5 separate regions of the Sus scrofa genome follow, and all the other regions are linked to region 1. Evidence: chromatin contacts called from public Hi-C and HiChIP or PLAC-seq data. All regions are on one chromosome and are shown on one strand. The core of a region is the stretch at or near the end of the contact, and the rest is flanking DNA. Distances in the headings are between cores, read along the strand shown. Region 1 holds the start of ETV6 (transcription factor ETV6). Region 2 holds the start of CREBL2 (cAMP-responsive element-binding protein-like 2). Region 3 holds the start of BORCS5 (a long non-coding RNA gene). Region 4 holds the start of LRP6 (low-density lipoprotein receptor-related protein 6). Region 5 holds the start of YBX3 (Y-box-binding protein 3).

What was found. A called contact is a pair of places that touch in the nucleus more often than the background predicts. HiChIP or PLAC-seq counts read pairs in DNA pulled down with a chosen protein or histone mark.
Region 2: an H3K27ac HiChIP or PLAC-seq map of skeletal muscle shows a contact between it and region 1, with 5 times the contacts expected there. The contact joins the promoter of CREBL2 here to the promoter of ETV6 in region 1. A contact is called at or near these places in 1 of 5 promoter capture datasets (liver) and 1 of 2 datasets of contacts at active chromatin or transcription factors (skeletal muscle).
Region 3: an H3K27ac HiChIP or PLAC-seq map of alveolar macrophages shows a contact between it and region 1. The contact joins the promoter of BORCS5 here to the promoter of ETV6 in region 1. A contact is called at or near these places in 2 of 5 promoter capture datasets (fetal liver and liver), 1 of 47 Hi-C or Micro-C datasets (subcutaneous adipose tissue) and 2 of 2 datasets of contacts at active chromatin or transcription factors (alveolar macrophages and skeletal muscle).
Region 4: a contact with region 1 is called in an H3K27ac HiChIP or PLAC-seq map of alveolar macrophages. The contact joins the promoter of LRP6 here to the promoter of ETV6 in region 1. A contact is called at or near these places in 1 of 5 promoter capture datasets (liver) and 1 of 2 datasets of contacts at active chromatin or transcription factors (alveolar macrophages).
Region 5: a Hi-C map of skeletal muscle shows a contact between it and region 1, with 6 times the contacts expected there. The contact joins the promoter of YBX3 here to the promoter of ETV6 in region 1. A contact is called at or near these places in 1 of 5 promoter capture datasets (liver), 3 of 47 Hi-C or Micro-C datasets (heart right ventricle and skeletal muscle) and 1 of 2 datasets of contacts at active chromatin or transcription factors (alveolar macrophages).

The regions. Positions count from the first base shown.
Region 1 is chr5:60,774,703-60,778,746 of Sscrofa11.1, reverse strand. ETV6 (transcription factor ETV6) reads left to right here and starts at 1,955. Exons shown (of 8, transcript XM_005652587.3): 1 at 1,955-2,182. The coding sequence starts at 2,150.
Region 2 is chr5:59,828,882-59,832,925 of Sscrofa11.1, reverse strand. CREBL2 (cAMP-responsive element-binding protein-like 2) reads left to right here and starts at 1,729. Exons shown (of 4, transcript XM_021092337.1): 1 at 1,729-2,066. The coding sequence starts at 2,052.
Region 3 is chr5:60,071,195-60,075,238 of Sscrofa11.1, reverse strand. BORCS5 (a long non-coding RNA gene) reads left to right here and starts at 2,263. Exons shown (of 4, transcript XR_002344101.1): 1 at 2,263-2,725.
Region 4 is chr5:60,147,103-60,151,146 of Sscrofa11.1, reverse strand. LRP6 (low-density lipoprotein receptor-related protein 6) reads right to left here and starts at 2,106. Exons shown (of 24, transcript XM_021092344.1): 1 at 1,772-2,106. The coding sequence starts at 1,841.
Region 5 is chr5:61,335,626-61,339,669 of Sscrofa11.1, reverse strand. It overlaps YBX3 (Y-box-binding protein 3), which reads right to left and starts at 1,802. Exons shown (of 10, transcript XM_003126475.3): 1 at 1,310-1,802. The coding sequence starts at 1,598.

The sequences.
Region 1 (4,044 bases), core at 706-3,205:
CGTTGCCAGAGATCATATTGATAAGGGATACGGAGATTTATAAGGGCTTAACCTAGCAATGGGACATCAGAACCAATGCTTCCAACAGCAGTGTAAGGACCAAAGGCAGATAAATGTGTGTGGGGGTTGGGCTGGGGGACAGCAGGTGGTCCAAGGCTGAGTGTTGGTTTGGACACGAGCTTTCTGGGAAAGAATAGGACTACGACGTGGCAAGGACTGCCCAGGTCCTTGGAAACTCACGAATCCCATTATGCCAAACTTCCCAGCTACTGGACTCTTCTATTCCAACCCTTTAGTAAATTCTGGTTTAAAGTGTTCTTCGAATGAGCGTGTGAAAAATTCTGAACACAATTTATTATGTGGAGAGAGGAAGGGAAGTTGGTAGGAAAGGTCCGTAGGATAGGGCAGCTTGGGAAATCTGTCCTGGTATACCTGTATATACTACATAACACGCATTATATTTATACAGATGTACTTACCTATCTGTAATTTAATACACATCCATACATCAAACCTATACGTATGATAAGGGTTTAGAATTTAGGCATAATGCTCTCAACTTTCTGCAGTGGACGCTTGCAAACATTTTCAGAGACTATAAATAACAATAGAAACAGTAGAGTGATCAGAGTACGTGCACTCAAGGCTAGAACCCTCAGCCCGACTGGCTCGAAACCTCCTCTAAGTGTTTTTGTTGTTTCTTTTTTTTCCACCAAATATTCCTCCCCCGGCAGGATCCCGGGGGCATCCTATCCGCCAATGACGGTTTCAGAGCTGTGGTCCCGGGGAGGAGTATTATCTCCAGGCACGCGTCCTGTCAACTCAGTAGTCGAGTCACCTATTTCGGTTGGTAGCGGCCGCTATTTCTTTAAAAGGACAGCGGATTTCGAAACCCGGAGGAAGGGGGGGGGGGTGTCAGGAAAAGGAACTCAACTGCCTTTGATAACTGCCCGGCAGCCTTCCCTTCTCCACAACGCATGCGGGGCTGGGGCAGCGCCCGCGGCGGCCGCATCCCCGGCAAGCGCGCCTCCCCTTTTCGGGGCGCCCACCTTCGCGGGGATTCCCCGGCCCACGGGGCTCGGCGTCTGCGGGCGGCCTCCCGGCTTTGTCTCCAGCGTCGCGCTCCGGCGCTCGCTCGCTAGCCCCTTTTCCCCGGTGCGGGCTGTAACCCGATCTCCCATTTCCTGGTGGATTCTCTTAAAGAGGCCGCGGTCGAGAAGCAGAACAAAGGCTATTGTTTTATTTCCTCCTTCGGATTCCGCGTCCTTACCGGAATGCCCTTTCCTATATAATTATTTTCATTGCGTCTCCGCTCGGCGGGGAAAAAATACAAAAAAACCCTTGTGCCTTCCAAAGTATCCGAGAGACGGAGCTCGGGGAGGGGGGGCGCTTAATAAAACCTGTTTTGAGGTTTCTGGGGCCCCGATGGAACCTTTCTTGGCGTGTCTTCCACGAGCCTGGCGCGGCCCGGCCCAGCCTGGGAAGCCCAGCGCTGGCCGGAGGGGGCTGCGCCGCCCGCCTCGTTAGCCACCGCGGCCTCACGCGGCCCCGCTCCCCCGGGATCCTCCGCCCGCGCCCCCGCCGCTGCCGCCGCCCCTCCCCCAGCGCGGCTTTTATTTCCCCGATGCCGGCCTGTAACCCGAGCTTTTATTTCCTGGTGGCTCCTTTAAGAGGCAGAGCTCAGTGCTGGGAATTCACGTCAGTTTCTGCACTGAAACTCTCAAGATCAATGAGCAAAGAGCTTTCTCAGTTCTGCCTTTCAGTTTCTCTCTTCCAGGAAGGAAAACATTCGAGAGAACTAGCGAGGGAGAGCGGCGGGAGGGCGGGGGGCGGGGGCGCCGGCCCGGGTGGGAGGAGAGAGCGGGAGGCCGGCCGGGCTGCGCCCCGGGTCGCCGTGCCGCGCCGCGACCTGCAGACCCCGCCGCCGCGCCGCCCGGCTCCCACGCCCCCGCCGCCCCGCGCGGCGACTCCGCCGGCGCCCCGCCCCGCCCCGCGCGCTCGCGGCCCCCCGGGGCGGCCGCCGGGAGAGATGCTGCAAGAAACTTCTTAAATGACCGCGTCCGGCTGGCCGTGGAGCGTTTCTGGGTTGGGGAGAGGAAAGGAAAGTGGAAAAAAACTGAGAACTTCCTGATCTCTCTCGCTGTGAGACATGTCTGAGACTCCTGCTCAGTGTAGCATTAAGGTAAAGATCTTCTCCCCCTCCCTCTCCGGGGTGGAAAACCTTGAGCTGCACTGGCCCGGCCAGTCCTGCTGGGCTCTCCAGTTCCGAGGGGGCTGCTGCAGTCGCTCTGTTCGCAGGAAATTATTTGGGGCGCCGGGGAAGGAGATGCAGCTCGCGGCGGCTGCCGTACCCTTTAGCGTAACCTTGCTACTCCCCCCTCCCGCCGAGCCCCCTGCCGGCTCCTGCGCCCCCACCCCACCCCCTTTCTTTTTGACGGTGAAATGCCCGTCACCATCGGTCAGGAGGATCCCGAGTGGTGTCTAGGACCGTAAAACAGCCCCGTAATTAGTGCTCTTTTTAAAAAACCTGCTCCCTGCTCCTACTCCCAACATGTGACCAAAATGTAACTTTTGTTCCCGAGGGGTGGTCTCCTTAGAAAAAAAAGTTCTCCAGCCCCATTGGGGTTGGAATCATTTCTTTAAAAAAAAAAAAAAGAAAGAAAGAAAGAAAGAAAGGCTCCCGGAGTCTGATCAGACAGATTCCTCCCCCCACCCCCAACCCCGATTGTAATTGCAAGCGCTTGTGGAAGAGACAGTCGTGGTGTCAGCTTTTCCTGGGCATTGCACAATGAATTTCTTTCTTTTTGTTTGTTTGTTTGTTTCTTTTTTTAAACCAAGGTGAATAAAGTTGCTGAATGGTTGTTTTACTCGGATGCATCTGAAAGTTGAGCAATCCCAAAGTAAAAAACTCCTGCGATGCAGGGAGAGAGAATTATTTAAGTGACCAGGAAAAATGACCTTCCCGGTTTGACAGTGCAGAGAGGATATCTAAGCGTAGAAATCTCCCGGCTTTCTGGCCATGGTTTGCAGTATTGTAAGTGCAGGAGGGTGGAGGATGTTTGCAAACACAGTACTTAGCTTCCAAGTGGTTGTATTTGTGCATTTATATATGTGTATGTGTGTGTCTGTAAAGGCTAGTGGTGCTGCGGTTTGTTGCTTCTAAAAAGTTGCCGTAAAGTTTGCCACCGTGAGGAGGCAGAATGATTTATCCATCTCCCCCAGTTATTTTTGCCATTGCTGCTTTTGTTGTACACTTTCATTTCACTGTCCCATGTACCCAGATGGAAAAGCCTTGCTGCTTCTGTGAGAGGCTGAAGCTGCTGAAGTTTGTTTGTTTATGGCTTGGCCCATTTAAGATGCATTTATTGAGTGGACCCTGCAGCAACAAGGAACAAATAACTGGTTTTCTTCATTGGTGGGGAATTCGAGAAACCTGTACTGTTTTAACATTGCTTTTCTGCAGAATCTGTTTAGCGGGAACACAGTATTTTATCATATTTGCTTATTAGGCTTTCACAATTATACTCAGGTTTTAGTGGGTTTTTTTTAATCAGGGAGGATTCTCATGGGTTTGAAGTAGGGTTAATGTGAACTTGAAAAGGTGGGTTGGGTTTAATTGTTTTTACCTGGCAAAAAACACCCAGGGGAACTTTCGGGTTTCTGTGTTTGTACCTATCTGGGGGGAGGCAGCAGTTAAGTCTGTGGTAGAGGGGGTGTTGGGGTAAAAAACTTAAGTAGGTTGATACTTCAATTTCTTTTGCTGTGTAAACTCTATTCTAGGAGTCTGGGAAAGTTCAAGAAAGTCCTACCATACAGCCAAGCTAGTTTATCTGATAAGTCATAACCCAAGCAGTGGTAACTAAGTGATGGGGTATTAAATCAGTAAATTTTATATGGTTCGATGGCAGTAAACTTGAGCTCCAGAGAACTGGACCAGCTATAGGACAGTAATTTTAGGGTGAAAAACAACAAAAAGCAAGCCTGTGACTTTTCTTGATACCTCTTCTAAAGCAATTGCGTGTGCCTGCCTTTCTGAGGGGCTTA
Region 2 (4,044 bases), core at 480-2,979, 950 kb after region 1:
TGGCTAGGGTCTCTGAGACCCCCTGGAATGCAGTTTGGAGGTTACCAATGCCTCCATCCCCTTGCTGGGCAGGAGGTCGAAACCTCACAACATGACTTGACCATGTGGTATTTACTTTTTTTTTTTTTTGGTTGCCCTTTGTCATATGGAGCTCCCAGGTCAGGGATCAGATCCAAGCCATAGCTGCTATCTAAGCCGCAGCTGTGGCAACACCCGATCCTTAACCCATTGTGCTGGACCAGGGATCAAATCTGCTTCCCAGTGCTCCCAAGATGCTGCCAATTCCATTGTGCCACAGCAGGAATTCTGGTGGCATTTACTTTTGAGGAACTGACTGGCTTTAGTTCCTCTGAAGTGTTGTATAGATCGGACAGAGATGATTCAACTTTCCTTTATTGCTCTTCCTCAATTTGGAGTTGCCAGTTAAAACAGAAGACACTTGGTTAAATCTGACTTTCAGATAAGCAGCATTTCTTAAAAAGTAAAAGTGTGTCTCAAGTATTATATGGACATACTTGTACTAAAGGGGTATTTGTTTGCCTGAAATTCAAATGTGAATGTCCTATATATTTATTGCTAAATCTGAGAACTCTACCTCAGCTGAATTTTGGAAGAGTTTAACAAAGCACTTTAGGAGTCTGAAAAGGAGTCAAAAGGCTCTCCAGAAGAACGTTAATGAACACACAAACTTTGTCAAATTCTCAATGGCCTAACATAGGCCAAAACAAGAAGCTCACTGACTCTATTAAATCAGGATGACAAAACACTCTTCATTATTAATGATTGAGATGTAATTCACATACCATAATGTTCACTCATTTAAAGTACACAATTCAGTGATTTTTAGAATAGAGTTGTGCAGCCACCACTAAATACACTTTAGAAGTTTCACTGCCTTTAAAGAAACCTAGTACCCGTTAACAACCACTCCCCATTCCCTGCCTCCTCCCTCCTGCTGCTCCCCAGCCCTAGCCCCTGGTAACCACCCGTCAACTTCTTCTTCTTTAAATGTTACTATTCTAAAAAATTGCATTCTAAATGGAATCTATAATATGTGGCCTTTTGTGTCTGGCTTCTTTCACTTGGCATGTTTTCAAGGCTCATCTACATTGCAGCATGTGTTCCTTTTCATGGACTAATAATATTCCTTTGTATATAAATACAATTGGCCTATCCATTCATCCCCTGTTGAACATTTGGGTTATTTCCACCTTCCGACATTATGAATAACTCTGCTAGGACAGAACATTACTGCACAAGTCTTCGTGGGGACACAGAGTGTCATTTCTGATGCAATTGTTGGCCATGTGGTAGCTCCACGTCTAATACTGAGACTAACTCCCAAATGTTTTTTCCAAGAAGCTGTACCATTTTACATTCTAAGGGTTTGTTTTCTTTTTTTAATTTTTAAAATAACCTTCAGAGTTTCCTCGGTGTCCCTAAAAACGGCCCGCTCCCAGGGCCGCCCCTACGGAGCCCCAACGGTCTCCTCCCAGCGCCCAGGCCGCGGGAACCGGGGGCCCAAACACCCCCCCGCCTGCACTGTGGGAAAGGTAGTTTCGGCCCCTCCTCCACAGCGCTCCCCGTCCGGAAAACAGACGCCATGCTGAGGCTCTGTGGACATTGTAGTTTCCTTCCTAGTTAGCCATGCAGAGACTACGTTAAGGAAAACTACAATCCCCAGAATCCCGCGGCGCAACGGCAGCCGAAGCGGCCAATCCGCGCGCCGCGCTCCCGCCTACCCTCTGGTCCGGGCCGCTCTCCAGGGCGTCTGTAAACACAGCCAGAGCCTGTCATGGAGGGGGAGGAGGAGGCGGTGGCGGCGAAGGGAGGCGTTCTGGGCCGCCTCCAGGGTCCGCTCTGCCATTCCTGAACTGGTCCCTCATTCCCGTGACTGTGGCATCAGGGAAGGGAACTGTTAGGCAAGAGAAGGGGGCAGTCAGAACCATATCCCCTTCTTCCCCCGGGGCGGGGCCGGGCCGGGCCAGACCGGCTGAGCAGAGGGAGGGTCGGGGGAGGGAGCGCCCGACCGGGCCGGCCTGTCTGCCGAGATGGATGACAGTAAGGTAAGTCCTGGGGTTTGCACGCGCAGCGCCGCCGCCTGCTTGTCGCTAAGTGCTCGTCCAGCAGCCGAGCCTCACTCCGTAGTCCACGCCAACACCCGAGAAACACCTGCCTTAGGCATCCTTGCGCCTCCAGCTGTGACCCCAGGTACCCTGGCAGGAATTCAGGGAAGAGCGGCCTGCGTTTTTCCAGCAAGGGCCCACTCCTCTGGAAAATGTTCACACCCAAGGCCAACGGGTTGGTCAGCTTTTCCAACCTTAGTCCTTGACTTGCCTCCCGAGATAAGTGAAGAAACTACTGTGCCTTCTCTGTTCCTTCCCTTGCCGCCTCCCAGCTTTTCTCCACTTGGGAGCCCTTTCACTAGGGCACCCTGAACCGGCCCTGTTCCCCTCGACGGTCTCCCTTTCTCCTCTCAGGCTCGCTTACTCAATGCCCCATTCATATATTCGGTTCACTCCCCTCTGTGCTATTTTCCTGTGGTTGGTTGGAACGCACTGCTAAGCTCCTGTTGCTATTCGTCCAGAGTCTGGAATCTAACCTCTTCTCGAAAGCCTTCTCCAAGAAAAGGGGTGAATTTCTTCTTGTTAATCTGTCTTAATATTCCATCCCCATCCCTCTTTCCCTATCCACATCATTTATCCCTATGAAGATAAGGTCACAAACAATATTGGTTAATTCCTACAGTTTACATATAACCTTTCTGTCTGAACACAGCAGTGTTGTCCCGTTATATTTCGTGAGGATAGTGATGGTCAGTTTGTTGATCATCAGCTTATTGATGTTCTAGAATGTTTAGGAAGTTGGGTTTGCTGTTGTTTTTTTTAAGGAATCAGACTTCTAGAATTTGCCAGTTTTCAAAGTAGACACTCAGTTCCCTCTGCTTTCCACAGGTCTTACTTTCCACAGTCTCTGGCATGCTGCTTGTGGTAGCTTTTTCCTTCATTTCCCCCTTTCACCTAACCAATAACACTTGGCTACTATCAAGTTTTTGTTTCACTCATCCTAGAGATAATGGAAAATTTTCCATCTTCTCTGTGCGGCCTGTGTGGTTCTATGTTATCTCCTCTTCCTGTTCCTGCTGAAGGCACTGAGGAAAGTGATAGCAGAGAAAGCTTAACGCTCTACTCTGGAATTGGGACTCGCTAGAGGAACAGTTTGCTTGTGAAATAGCAAACCCCTCCTAATAGGAAATACCATTGCCAAAACAAAAAGGTGGAGTTCTGAAAGTTTTACAGAAAAATCAGAAGATAATGTCTCATAACAACCTTTGTCAGCTTGATCTTTCAGTGTTAATATTAAAATTAAATCTGAGTACTATATCCATTATCTTCCCTGGATATGGCTGGGAAAGGATGCTGAAGAAAAGTATTCTTTAATTTCCTTAATTTGAGACTCTCCTGGTATATTTACTAATTTTGAGTTGTTTCTTTTTTCAAACCTTTGAGACATTAAATAACTTTCTCAGAGTCTTCAGTAATTGCAAGTAAATTCACCAGAAATACATTGGATTTTGAATTATTTTACCTTCCTATAAAATCACATAGAACTTATTTCTAAAACAAGCAAACTGTAGTGGGGGCTATAAAGTGTTACTGTTTTGCCTAGAGTGAAATTACATTTGGGGGAGGGGGTAGGCTATTCATAACTTACTTCTTAGGAGGGTCACAGCTAAGCAAAATGAATTCAGTTCTCATTTATTAAGTCATTGTTTTTGTGACAGTCTTTAGAAACCAGCAGTTTCTTTGATCTTTAATGATTATGGAAAAGAAAATCCCTTTCAGGTGTCTCTGGATGGATAGTGCCTCTGTGAATACACTACTTTCACTCTGAAAATATGTAGCTGTGATGAGTAATATTTAAATGCCATGTACAGCTGGACTGGACTGCTTTCAGCAGTGCAGTAGTATGAAATGGCCCTTAAAACAGCCTTCCAGTCCTGCCTTACCCTGTGCTCTAGTTTACAGTCCTGCATAATTGTAT
Region 3 (4,044 bases), core at 1,014-3,513, 700 kb after region 1:
CTGTGCTCAATCTGGGCTACCCCTCCAGCTGTAAACTTGATGCCTGCCACTGGCCTCCATCACAGTGCACCTGCCTGGCAGAGACTGTGAAGCCACAGAGAGCACACCAACAACCAGCACCTCCCACCCCCACCTCCTGCCCTGCCATGTTGGATTCTCAGAAGGAGAAAAGCAGAAGATGGGGTAGAAAGCTGACTTAAAGAAATTATAACTGAGAACTTCCCAAACCTGGGGAGAGATTTGAACATACAAGTTCATGAAGCTTATAGGTCATCCGAAAATTTCAAAACCAAAACATTATTTTCCAAGCCCAATAAGTTGCCTAAAATCAAAACAAAGAGTGAATTTTACAAGCTTCAAGAGAAAACAATTTTCTTATACATAGGTTATCAGTGGATTTCTTTGCAGATACCTTGCTGGCCAGTAGAGAATGGGATACACATATATTTTTTTTTTTCTCCTTTTGGCCACCCCACAGCATAAAGAGTCCTGAACCAGGCATCAGATCCGAGGCACAGCTGTGAACTACGCTGCAGCTGTGGCAATGCCAGATCTTTAACCCGCTGTGCTGAACTGGGGATTGAACCTGCATGCCAGTGCTCTTGAGACACCACTGATGCTGTTCGGCCACAGCAGGAACTCCTGGGATGATATATTTATCCATTCATCAATTGATGGATCCCTTCTAGAATGAAACATTTATCCAAAGGGAAGCATAAAAATCACCATCACATCAGTATGGATTAGGGTATAGAACACAATTAAATATTGGTGTGGGAGAGGGAACAAGAGTCAGACTATGACTTACTTTCCCTTCTTTGCCTTCTCGCTCATCCTCCCCAAATATCTGAGAGAAGAACCAAGGGCTTTGCAAGAGGGAATGGACACATTACTTAGCGGGCCTTTCCCAGTTCCATAAGTCTGGTGGTTTATGTAAACTTCAAGACTATAGTCAAACATCACCTCTTAGGAAACTCTTTTGATCTCTCAGGCAGTTTTTAGTTCTATCTTCACATTCTCACCAAATACTGAATTTATGTTCACTTGAATTTTTCTCATGGTACAGTGGGCCCTCCATACCCAAGATTTCTTCCTTGCAGATTTAGAGGGGCCAGCTGTAAGGAACTTGAATATCCATGGATTTTGGTATCCTCCAGAGGCAGGGGGTCCTGGAACCAATCCCCCAGAGGATACCCAGGGAGGACAGTACTGTGATGGGGAGCAGAGGAAAGAGCATGAGATTTATAACCAGAGAATCCCAAATCCTAGTTTCACCACATACTACCTAGTGACCATGAGGAAATTACCTGCTTATGGTCATCAGGGTTATTGGGAAAATTAAATGAGTTAAAGCAGGTGAAATGTTTGTGATACTGCAGAATAGAAGGGATTTAATCATTTCATCAATTTGACACTCTTTCTGATGATATGCATAAGACGTTTATGTATATATAATCTCAGGGTATTCGCTTGAAATTTCGTAAAACAAACAATATGAGTTGCAAAGTTCTGAGAATCCCAGAACCGCTCAACTCCTTGATGGGAATACATTGTTAAGTCTTCGTACACGATGCGAGAAAGTTGGCAGTTTCTGTTTTGCGTTACCCATACTTCTTTTCCGCCTTTGCTAGTTTCAGAATGCCCTGTGATAATTGTCAAGCTCCCCAGAAAGTGACGAGACTTGGGGCATCCACTTTCCTTTGAAGATGCATAAACATCTAACAAACGAGTCAGCATTTTCTATTCATTTTGCTCTCATTTTCAACTCCGTCCTTTACCATCAAGTATTTTTTTTTTTTTTTGCACGGTTGTCTACTGCCAAACTTCCACCTTTTGGAACTGAAACAGGAACTTTGCATTCAGACAGCTATGGGTTCCAACCCTAAGTCTAACACCTCTATTTTGCCATTTGTAAAACAAGATTTAAGATTTCACAACACATACGAATACGGAGCCATTACATTGTACACCTGAAACTAATATAATGCTATATGTCACTTATATCTCAGTTAAAACGGAAAACAATAAATGCCCAAAATACACACACAAAAACAAACTCCCCCCAAACCTATTATGTAAAGTTCTAAAAATAGGAGTAAAGTGCCTAGTGTGTGAATAATGCTTAAAGGTGATGTGCAATATTACAACAGGAAACGCTGCACCCTGCGGGGCGGTTCTGTCTTTGAGGAGGTTGGGCCCTTTAAGGCTGCGCCGCGGGAGTCTTCCGCGCGAGTCTCCCCGCCCTCCCTCGGGCCGGGGCGGGGGCCCTCTAACCCGGAACTGACGGCCGCCGCAGCCGGCGCGGCCAATTGGCGTCCCGGAAGGAGCGAGCTGCGGCGTCTGAGCAAGCGAGTGAGTGAAAGCGGCGCCGCCCGCCGGCCGCGGGCGCGGCTGGTGCCGGGCGTTCCCCTGCCTTTTGGTCTTGGGTTTCCCCAAAGAAGGCGGCGAGGGGCGTGTAGCCCAGCCACGTATCCTTGCAGTCAGTTCCCCAAGTAGGGCCTCCTGTCCCCTGCCGCCCGCGCCACTCGTTGGGTTGGGCGCGCCATCCCCACACCGCAGCCCGTGTAGCTTTCTCATCTAGGTCCCTGGCCCCTGCCCTGTCGCCCCGCCGCCGGAGCGGTCACCGCCCGTTCCACCGTTCCTCCGCTGCCACCGCTGCCGGCAACCATGGGCAGTGAGCAGAGCTCCGAGGCCGAGAGCCGACCCAACGATCTGAACTCCTCAGGTCGGTGTCCTAACTTCCCCTCTCCTCCAGCCAGTCCTGCCTGCTTGCGGAGCGGGCTACCTCCCAGCCTGGTGGGGACTGGGACGGGTGACAGGAACGCACAGAAAGCTCTCACCGTGTTTTTTTCCTTAAAAAAAAAAAAAAAAAAAAAAAAAAAAAAAAAAGTAACCATCTGGCCTGGCTTTGATTCTCCCAATGGTAGTGAGTGCCTGTGATTGCAAGCTGAGCCAGGTGGCCGCCCGTGCCCATTAATTTTCAAAACAGCTGTGTTTCTCTCAGTGTAGCCTACGCTTTGAAAGAGGACCTAAATAATATCTGGCTTTAGTATTGATGCCTGACAGTGAGGTTTGGTCGCACAGTGTATGGTTCACAGACAAGACCTCAAAGAACAGATTCCTTCTTAGAAGTGGGTCCCAGAGATTCCTTTTCAGAGGGATGTGTGACAGGTGTTTTGCAGCCTTGGTTTTGGTGCCTTGGTTTTGGTGCCCAGGAACTGCAACCAATCGGAAGATTTCTCGGCTCCTTTTTTAATATAGAAGTTGTTTGGGAAGGCAGGTTCTGATGTTTTTCTTATTCTTCACTCATCCATATTTTTTAGATTTCTCTCCGAGTTTGATATAGGAACGGGAGCTTACTGTTCCTGTAATACAATGAGCAGTCAGTAAATAAAACAGGTGATGCTTTGCTAACTGAGAATCATTTGCTCCTCTTTGTTACCTGCCAAACCCTGGGACCACTGGAGTTGCCCTGGATAAGAGTTGTTAATCCAAATTGGCTTATATCTGGAGCCTAAAAAGAGCTCTGGTCATAGAACTGCTCTGTTCTTGGTAGGATCTGTACTTCAGAAATATAGACGCTAACAGATCAGGGGATTCCACACTGAAAGCTGCCCTTCTAGTTCAGACCATTCCGGGAGCTAGATTAGACAGTTTTTTATGGTGTGCAGCATGTACTAGCTTTGCTATTTTTTTTTTTTTTTGGAAGACCCAGAATGTAGTATCTGTTATAACAAACACAGAAATAGATGTTACCTCTTACTTTCTTGCCTCTGTGTCAGGCCAGAAACATTCTTTGGGAAGAAGTGTGGCATCTTTTTAATAGGATTGCTCACCTACTAACCAACAGCCTGAGCTCTAAATAGTACTAGATTGCACTAATTGGTATTACCCAATAGCATAGGTTGCAACTTGCCTGTTCCCCTGTGCTTAGTGCTTCACATGTGTTCCTCTTTAATCCTTGCAGTAGCCCCATTTTCAGATGAGTAGTAGAGGCTAACTAGAATCTAGCAAAATCTGTTTTTGTATGGGGTCTAGGGAAGG
Region 4 (4,044 bases), core at 857-3,356, 630 kb after region 1:
TGGAAATGAGACAATTTAAACTATTAACTCTTTTAGGTCTTCATATATAGTATCACATTTCAAAATATAACTCATTATTTCTCTTAACTCCAATAATGACCAAAACCAACTCTGGGCTCAAACTTGGTGTTAAACATTTACATCAAATCCTTCTATTCCAAGAAATACAACTGAGCAACCAGAAGCATGCCAGGTAATGATTTTCAATTTCCCCAAGACTTTAACCCATCAGCTGATTCTATTTATTAACCTTTAAATATACACATATTCTTATGTCAAATATAATCCCCTTTCAACAAGGAGTAAACTGTAATAAACATATACTTATTAAACCTCTTAAGTACTTAAAACTGCATTAAATTCTCAGCCAAGAAAATGAAATAAGCACTATCTTTCTGGAGTTTAAACGTGGAAATAGTTTGGAATGTGCTTACAGTTGAGTCCCAATTATTAAGTATAAGTAGATACAACATGCAGACATTATAATCCTGAGACACGAATAAAGGAAAAAAATTTCTCCTCTCAAAATTGTCAATCACGCTTATCCAAAATAAATAAATATGCACACAAATAGCTTATCTGGCTCATTTATAGCACAACACGGTTAGTTACTATCGTGCTCTGGAAACTTCCGTTAAGTTTGAACACTTAACAAACGTTTAGCCTGTTAAATTAATAGCTAAAAATCTCCTTACACTCAAGAGGTCCCATATCTGAAAAGAACTGACAGTGAACACAAGCGAAAATCTTAACGAAACCAAAGCTACATACAAATCATTGCATCAATTGGCACTTAAATTGCTCGGCTGGTAAATGCCCCACAGCATCAGAGTCATCACTGCCTCAACACTGGCTAAGTTTGAGAATAGCTGCTGAAATCTTGCGGGCCAGTCAAAAACCTCAGCGAACTAAAATCACAAAATAAAAGTCACAGCCTATGTGACAGCTTTGCGGGCCAATTAAAAACAAACAAACAAGCCAAGGAACCACAGAATTTACTCGATTCTCGAGCAAATTCTCCCGGGGAGCGCAGCAGATGGTAGCTTAGGTCCCGGGACAGGCTCCTCTCCACCAAGGATGACTTTCCTGCTTGGTGCCAACTGTACACTTGCAAGCTCCGAAAATAGGGGCAAGTTCTGAATACCAGGGGTTACAAGGGCAACGTTTCTATTTTATCACGGGCTGAAGCCCAGACGACTCCCAAGGCTGAAACGCTCGACCTATAACCTCGGAGTCGCTTTCCAACTGTGCTCTCACCCACGATCATTATATCCCCAAAGGAAGCCAATTATTAGTTGTAACAAGGCCTGGAAAAATAGTAAGAGGGCTCTAAAAGTTCACAAGACAGACACGGAAAAGGTGGGGGCAGGAGAAGCCCGACGTTGAAGCATCTCAGGCTCAAACATTCCAAGGGCCAAAATCCATACAAAGCCCCTAGTCCCCAGTGACTCCACGCAGAAACAGACACACCGACCCTCAGTCGCACGGAAAGAATGGGGGGTCCAGGGGGTTACCCGCACAGGCTGCTAATGGTAAACTTAGAATCATCCGTTCCGACCAGGTCGGGCAGGCGAGGCGGGGGCTGCATCGTGGCCGGGCGGAGCGCGCAGCCCCTTCTCCCGGGCCCCTCTCTCCCTCCTTCCCCAAGACCAGGCCTCTCCCCGCTCCTCTTCCCCTTCTTCGCCTCCCTCCCTCCCCTCCCCCAGACACACAGAATGAGGCCCCCTCCCCCCAAAACCCCACCAACTTTCCCCGTCCCCGTGCTTCCCACCTCTCAGGAGCACGCAGAAACTGCAGGCCAGGAGGCTCCTCAGGACGGCCCCCATCTTCCCTTCTCGCATTCGCTTCTCTCACCGGCGAGGGGCGGCCCGAAGAGGGGGAGGCGAGGAGCCGGGGCGGCCGCGGCAGCGGCAGGTCTGCACGCTCATGCTTCCCAGCTTTCCGGAGAGAGAGAAGAAAGAAAGGGGCACGTCAAGGCTCCGCGCGCGCCGCCGCCGCCCTCTCTACCGCGCCGCTCCGCCCGGGGCTCGCGCGACGCCAGCGTCTGCTTCCATCCCGCCGCCTCCTCCCCCGGCGCCCCGCTTCCCCCGCGCAGTTCCTCATTCAGCCTCTTCCTCTCACGCCGCGGCGCAGGGATACCGGCTCCCGCCGCCGCCACGGGTCGCCGCCGAGGTCTCCCTGCGCGCGGGCGAGCCCCCTCCCTCGGCACCGCCTCCCGGGCGGTTTAGAAAAGGAGAGAGGGCCGCGCGCACGGCCTCGGCTGGCAGACCCCGGGAAATGCGAGGGGCGAGCAAAAGCGGGCAGGAGGGGAAAGGCCGCCCGGCGGCGCATTCCGATGGGATTCTTTCCCGGGCCGGCCCCTTCGGCCCTCCCCGCGGAGGGCGTGAAGCGACGTCGAACAACATCGGTGCCGGCGTGGTCGGGACTACTTTCTGCGGCTCGGCCGGGCCGCCGCCTGCTCTGCTCTTTGTGCGGCAGCCGCGGGCTGAGCCAGGTGGGGTTCTCGGGCCACGCCGGCCGCCACCTGGGCCAGGGCGGCGAGGGCGTTGAGGGCGGCGGGGGCAGATTGGCTGGAGCCGCGGAGCTGCAAGTCCACGCTCTGGGATATCGATACGGGGTGATGAGCTCAGTCTCCAGGATTGGGAATTGGTTTACGCATCTCTTTTTTTTTTAAGCATATCTCTTTTTAAAGAAAATAAAAACTAATGCTGTATCCACCAGCTTTCAACGTGGATATGGTGAAGGGTGCTCAAACGCCAACACAAAACGGAGATTTATTTTTTCCTCCTGGCTTCCCAGAACTGCAGACTGCCCCCACAATTAAGTCCGACAAGGACTAAAGATTTCTAAACTGGCAGATAAAATTCCAAGATACCTAAGAGAGAGTAAAGGGACAATGGGTCAGGACTGAATTCTGGATTTTACAAATTGCGTTTAATGATGGTTGTTTGGCATGTTTTGATGATCAGTTCTCAGCTGGAGAAGGAAAAGATTCCTCAGCATCTCAGAGTGATTTTGCTCAGCCTCTGCTGGCTGCTCTCCGGGCACTGGGCGTTCAGGGATAGGTGCTCAGACGTCCCTGGAGTCACGTGGCAGCTTCAGTCCAGGAGGGCACACCATCAGGAGTTAACCATAAAGGAACTATCAGGTGCATCCTGCCCAGCCGTCACACGCCCTCACCTGGGGGCAGATGGTGCAGAGGCGGGGATGCCCCTACGTTGGTACTAGCGTCTCAGTGACGCGGTTCACCAAGTGCTGCGCACACATGATTTGACACTCAACTACCCTGGGGTAAGGCAGGTTGTGTTACTTAGTATCCTTATTGCACAGAGGAGGAAAATGAGAATCTGAGGGGTTCAATGACTTTCCCAAGGCCAGTCAGGTGGCGACTAGCCCGTCCAAACCCAAGCCAGGTCTTCCGACTGCAGACCCTGCTCTGTCGGAGAAATGCGCACTGATCCAAAGCCAGGGGTGTCTGTGAGCAGATAGAAGGGCAAAAAAGAGCCAAATCATTTTCTCCTAAATTCACCTGAGAACGTCTAGCCGCCACTAATTTAAATTACCTTCCTCCAAGAACCATGTCAGGACTTGGCAAGTTTTGTATTCTGTCCTCCTCAAAACAGATAATCGAGAACCAGGTTTTCAGCAATTGCCTAGAGAATGTCACCTCGAAGCTATGAGTCTGTGGCGACACCATGATGTAGTTGGGAAGGCATGAGCTTTGGAAAGAGATGGTTAGGATTCAAATCCTACCAGTTACTAGATGTGTAACTTTGGGCATGAAATTTAGGTATACTGCACCTCGTTTTTCTCATTTGTAAAAATGGGAATAATACCTCGATCAGGCTTATAGTAGGAATTAAATTTTAAAGAATTTTAAAGAATTTTAAAGAAAAAATATTTCTCAGTATATAATAGGTGCTGAATAAATGATCATTTCCTTTCTCAACTCCTGCAAAGCGAATGGTATCATAGTAACTTGGAATCCTTCAGAAATTATGGAATACAAGGAGGAAAAGTACATATTCAAGATGTTTATTCCAG
Region 5 (4,044 bases), core at 553-3,052, 560 kb before region 1:
GTCCAGCGATATGAGAGCTATTTGGCTTCTTAACCCTACACATATTACATTTAGCACGCTGTTTGACAGTTAACTGAATAAAATTTAGCCCAGGGGAGGAAGGGGGGGGCATGAAAAGAGGCCTCTCAAGGCAGGAAACATGGAATCGGAATCTTATTAAACTTTTCTTTACATTATTCCCCCAATTTTCTTCTTCGAAAACTGGGCAAGCAAGACTCAGATCAAACATGCCCTATCCAAAATACTGAAAACTTCTTGGAAGCATCCCACAGCATCTCTTACCTTCCCTGTTTTAAAAAAAGAGGGAATGTTACAGCACACACCCTTTAGAGAACTTATTCCCCACCCACCTGCTCTGTAAACCGGTTTAAGGCCCCACCTAGGGCTTTACTTCAGGAGAGAATGCTGAAATATTCGATAAAACCACCAACCACCACAGACGCCTTTTGTTATGCCCTGCTCCCCCACCCCCGACCTGTATGGCTCCTCTTCCGATCTCCTTCCCGGAGTTCCAAGTCCCAAGATAACGATGCTGCGAACTAACGTCATACCCACACTTCCGACGAAGTTTTTTCAGCTGCTGCACCAAATGCTTTCCCACAATCCGGGAAGAAGCAAATGTGTAGGGATTGGAAAACACTGACTGGTTCTTTGCAGCAGCGGGCAGAGAGGGAGGGGGACGAGGGACCAAAGCCCAAGTTTCCCGGAGAGGATTGCAACACCTCTCCGCCGACATGTGGCCGACAGAAGCGTGGCCTCGTTCCTGCGCCCCCGTGGGAAGGGCGTCAGGGACAGACACCTGAGCCTTCCCAGCAAGATGCCTTTGCACCTTTCCCTCCCGTCTGGTCCGGCGCCTTCCTCTCCCCCGAAGGAAATGCTCTCCTCACCCAGAACCTAGGCGAGGACTACTATGTCCCCGTCCCACGTGGGTGCTGTCCCATCCCTACATCCGCATCTATCCCAAATCTGGATCCTCTTTCCCGACCGCCGCTCCTTTCCCCTTTGTCCGGAGGGATGCTTCGCCATGGGAGTGTGCGACAGTGCGTGCCCAGGGGATCCAAGTTAAGTCCCGTCCCTCACGGGCCTGGGACCTGAAGGGACGCGCTCAGGCGGCGGGGAGCGCAGGGCGCCGCGCGCTCACCTGGCAGCGCCTGGGGGACTGGCCACCTGCGCCAGGGACCCGAGGTCCCCGGGGACCCCGTGCTGTCAGGCCTCCCGCGGAGCGGGACAGGCGTGGGAGCTGCCCACACGTGCTCCGCGGCCGCCCGCTCCTCCCGGGGCAGCCTCCATCCTCCCGGGCCTGACTCACCGAGAACTTTCTTCTCCGCGTCTTCACTGCCCGCGGCGGCCGAAGAGGCGGGGGCCGCGGTGCCCGGGGCCGTGGGGGCCGCGGGGGCCGCGTCTCCACCCGGGTTGCCCGCTACCAGGGCGGCGGGCGCCGGGGCGGCGGCCTGGGGCGCGCCGCTGCCCGCCGGGCTCTTGGGCGCGGGGTCCTGGGGGGCCGCGGCGGCCGCCTCCGCCGGAGCCTGCGGGAGGGTGGTGGTGGTGGTAGTGGTGCTGGTGGTGCTGGTGGTGGTGGCCTCGCCCGCCTCGCTCATGCCGCCTCCTCCGCTCTCCCTCGGGCACCTCGGTGGCGGTTGGTCGGCGGTTAGCGCAGCTGGAGGTCGCGGCGGCCGGGGCTCGCTCTCGGGGAGGCCGGTGCGGATCTCGTGGCGCGGGCGGCGGCGGCCGAGGTGGGTCTCGCGGCGGAGGCGGCTCGAGCTCTCGGGCTGTGCGCTCGCTCTTGGGCTCCTCGCTCGATCTTACTGCCCCAAAAATGGCCCCGCGCAAGTTTTTCTAGGCGGCGCACCGGCCGGAGAGGGAAGAGGGTGGAGAGAGTTGGCTCCCGAGTTGGGCATCGACTTCATTAGCATTTAAAGGGGCCCGGTGCCCTTTCCACCCGCCGATCGGCCCGGGACTGAGAGCAGGGGCCCGAGTGGCCGGGAAAGGAAAGCAAGGGTGGATCTGAGGTTGGCAGGGTACTCTGGAGTTTTCTGCCGAGCACGCTCTGCCGGCCCTTTGTTGGAGCCGGGCAGCGGGGCACTCCTGCCTAACCACATCTTCTAGGAGGAGCAAAGTAGGGCATCCAAATGACCGGGCGCTTCTCTCTCTCAAATACTGGCTTTTAAAATCCGTTCTAGTTATCCATGCAACGTTTATGAAGCACGAAAAACTGTTTCTGATACAGCAGTGAAGAACTGGAATTATACAATCTTAAAGCTATTTGGCTACTTCCTCTTGAAAGATGTTAGATGGTTTCTTCTATAATCCACAGGTGAGGAAACTGAGGTCCAAACCTCCATGAAGTAATGCAAATATCAGAGTTTACATCAATGTAATGGCAACAAATAGTGAGCTGCTAATATATATGTAATAATACTATACTTGGGGGGGAGGATAAATTTTACCTTCTTCTCTAATTGCCCCTGCCAGCTAGTGAAAACTTAAGCAACTGAGCCCTCTTAGCCTCAGGGAGGAGAGTAACAGAGAAACGGATCACCCAATAAACGGTAGTCCGTTTGCAGAGCTCACATGGCCTTTGGAGAATGGACGAGATCATGCTGAACACCAGGCCAGAGGGACCGTGCTCTGTATTCAAGAACTATTGGGATACAGGCTATCAGGCGTCCTTTGCCTCCAGGATCCAGGCAAGTCTAGGTTTACACTCTAGTGCTGCTCTTAGTTAATGGAGTCAACTTGGACGAGGTGTTCAATATCCCAGAGTTGGTTTCCTCAAAGGAACGTGGATGGGATTATCACATGTAACTCCAGTGTCTGGTCTAACGAAAAATTCCGTTTTTCATTCCTTATTCCCCTAAATCATTTACACCCTCCAACCTCGCCCGACCCCAGAATTCTATGTTCTGTGGCTGCATCAGAAGGGTAGTTATCAGGTGTAATTCATCATTATATTCCCACTGGTTAGCACACAGTACCTAACACAGAGTTAGAGCATAGTAAATGTTTACTAAATGAAAACAAATAAAAAGACCAACATTTTCCACACTCACTTACTTACGAACACATTCATTATCAATAATTGTTTTTTAAATAATGACTTGTATTTTTTCCGTTATAACTGGTTTACAGTGTTCTGTCAATTTTCTATTGTACAGAAAGCTGACCCAGTTACATATACATGTATACATTCTTTTTTCTCACATTATCATGCTCCATCATAAGTGACTAGACAAAGTTCCCAGTGCTGTACAGGAGGCTCTCATTGCTTGTCCATTCCAAAGGCAATAGTTTGCATCTATTAGCCCCAAATTCCCAATCCATCCCACTCCCTCCCCCTTCCCCTCCCCCTTGGCAACCACAAGTCTGTTTTTCATGTCCATGATTTTCTTTTCTGTGGAAAGATTCATTTGTGTTGTATATTAGATTCCAGCATTATCAATAATTGTAATGCCCTGCTTTATTGCTTTCTTACTCCATCCATGAAAAATACAACTTAAAAATTAATTCTTAGGAAAAAAAAGCAAAATATGGAATATTTGACTTTTCCATGTAACTCATCTATATTTTAAAATATTTAATTGACAAAGGTGTTAATGTTAGATTCATATTTTAGACTGTAATGTGGACCATACAGTGATATTATCTATATGTAGTTAAAAAAAAATATGGAATATTTGACTTTTCCATGTAACTCATCTATATTTTTAAATTTTTAATTGACAAAGGTGTTAATGTTAAATTCATATTTTAGACTGTAATATGGACCATACAGTGATATTATCTATATGTAGTTATGTTAAAAAAATGCTAGTTTGATTCTAAGTGTGGTTAAATTATTTCTTAGTTTTAAAGAGTATAGTCAGTTAAAATTATATGCATGATTTATTCTGGTGAGGATTGGCCATTGACTTTCTTATCTAACAAAATGATTATCATTGCTATGCAAAATTGGATTGCAAGGAAAAAAATGAGGGCTTGAACTGTTCAAACTCCAATCTAATAGCCAAAACCACTCTCTCTCTATATATATATTCACCCTTGGAA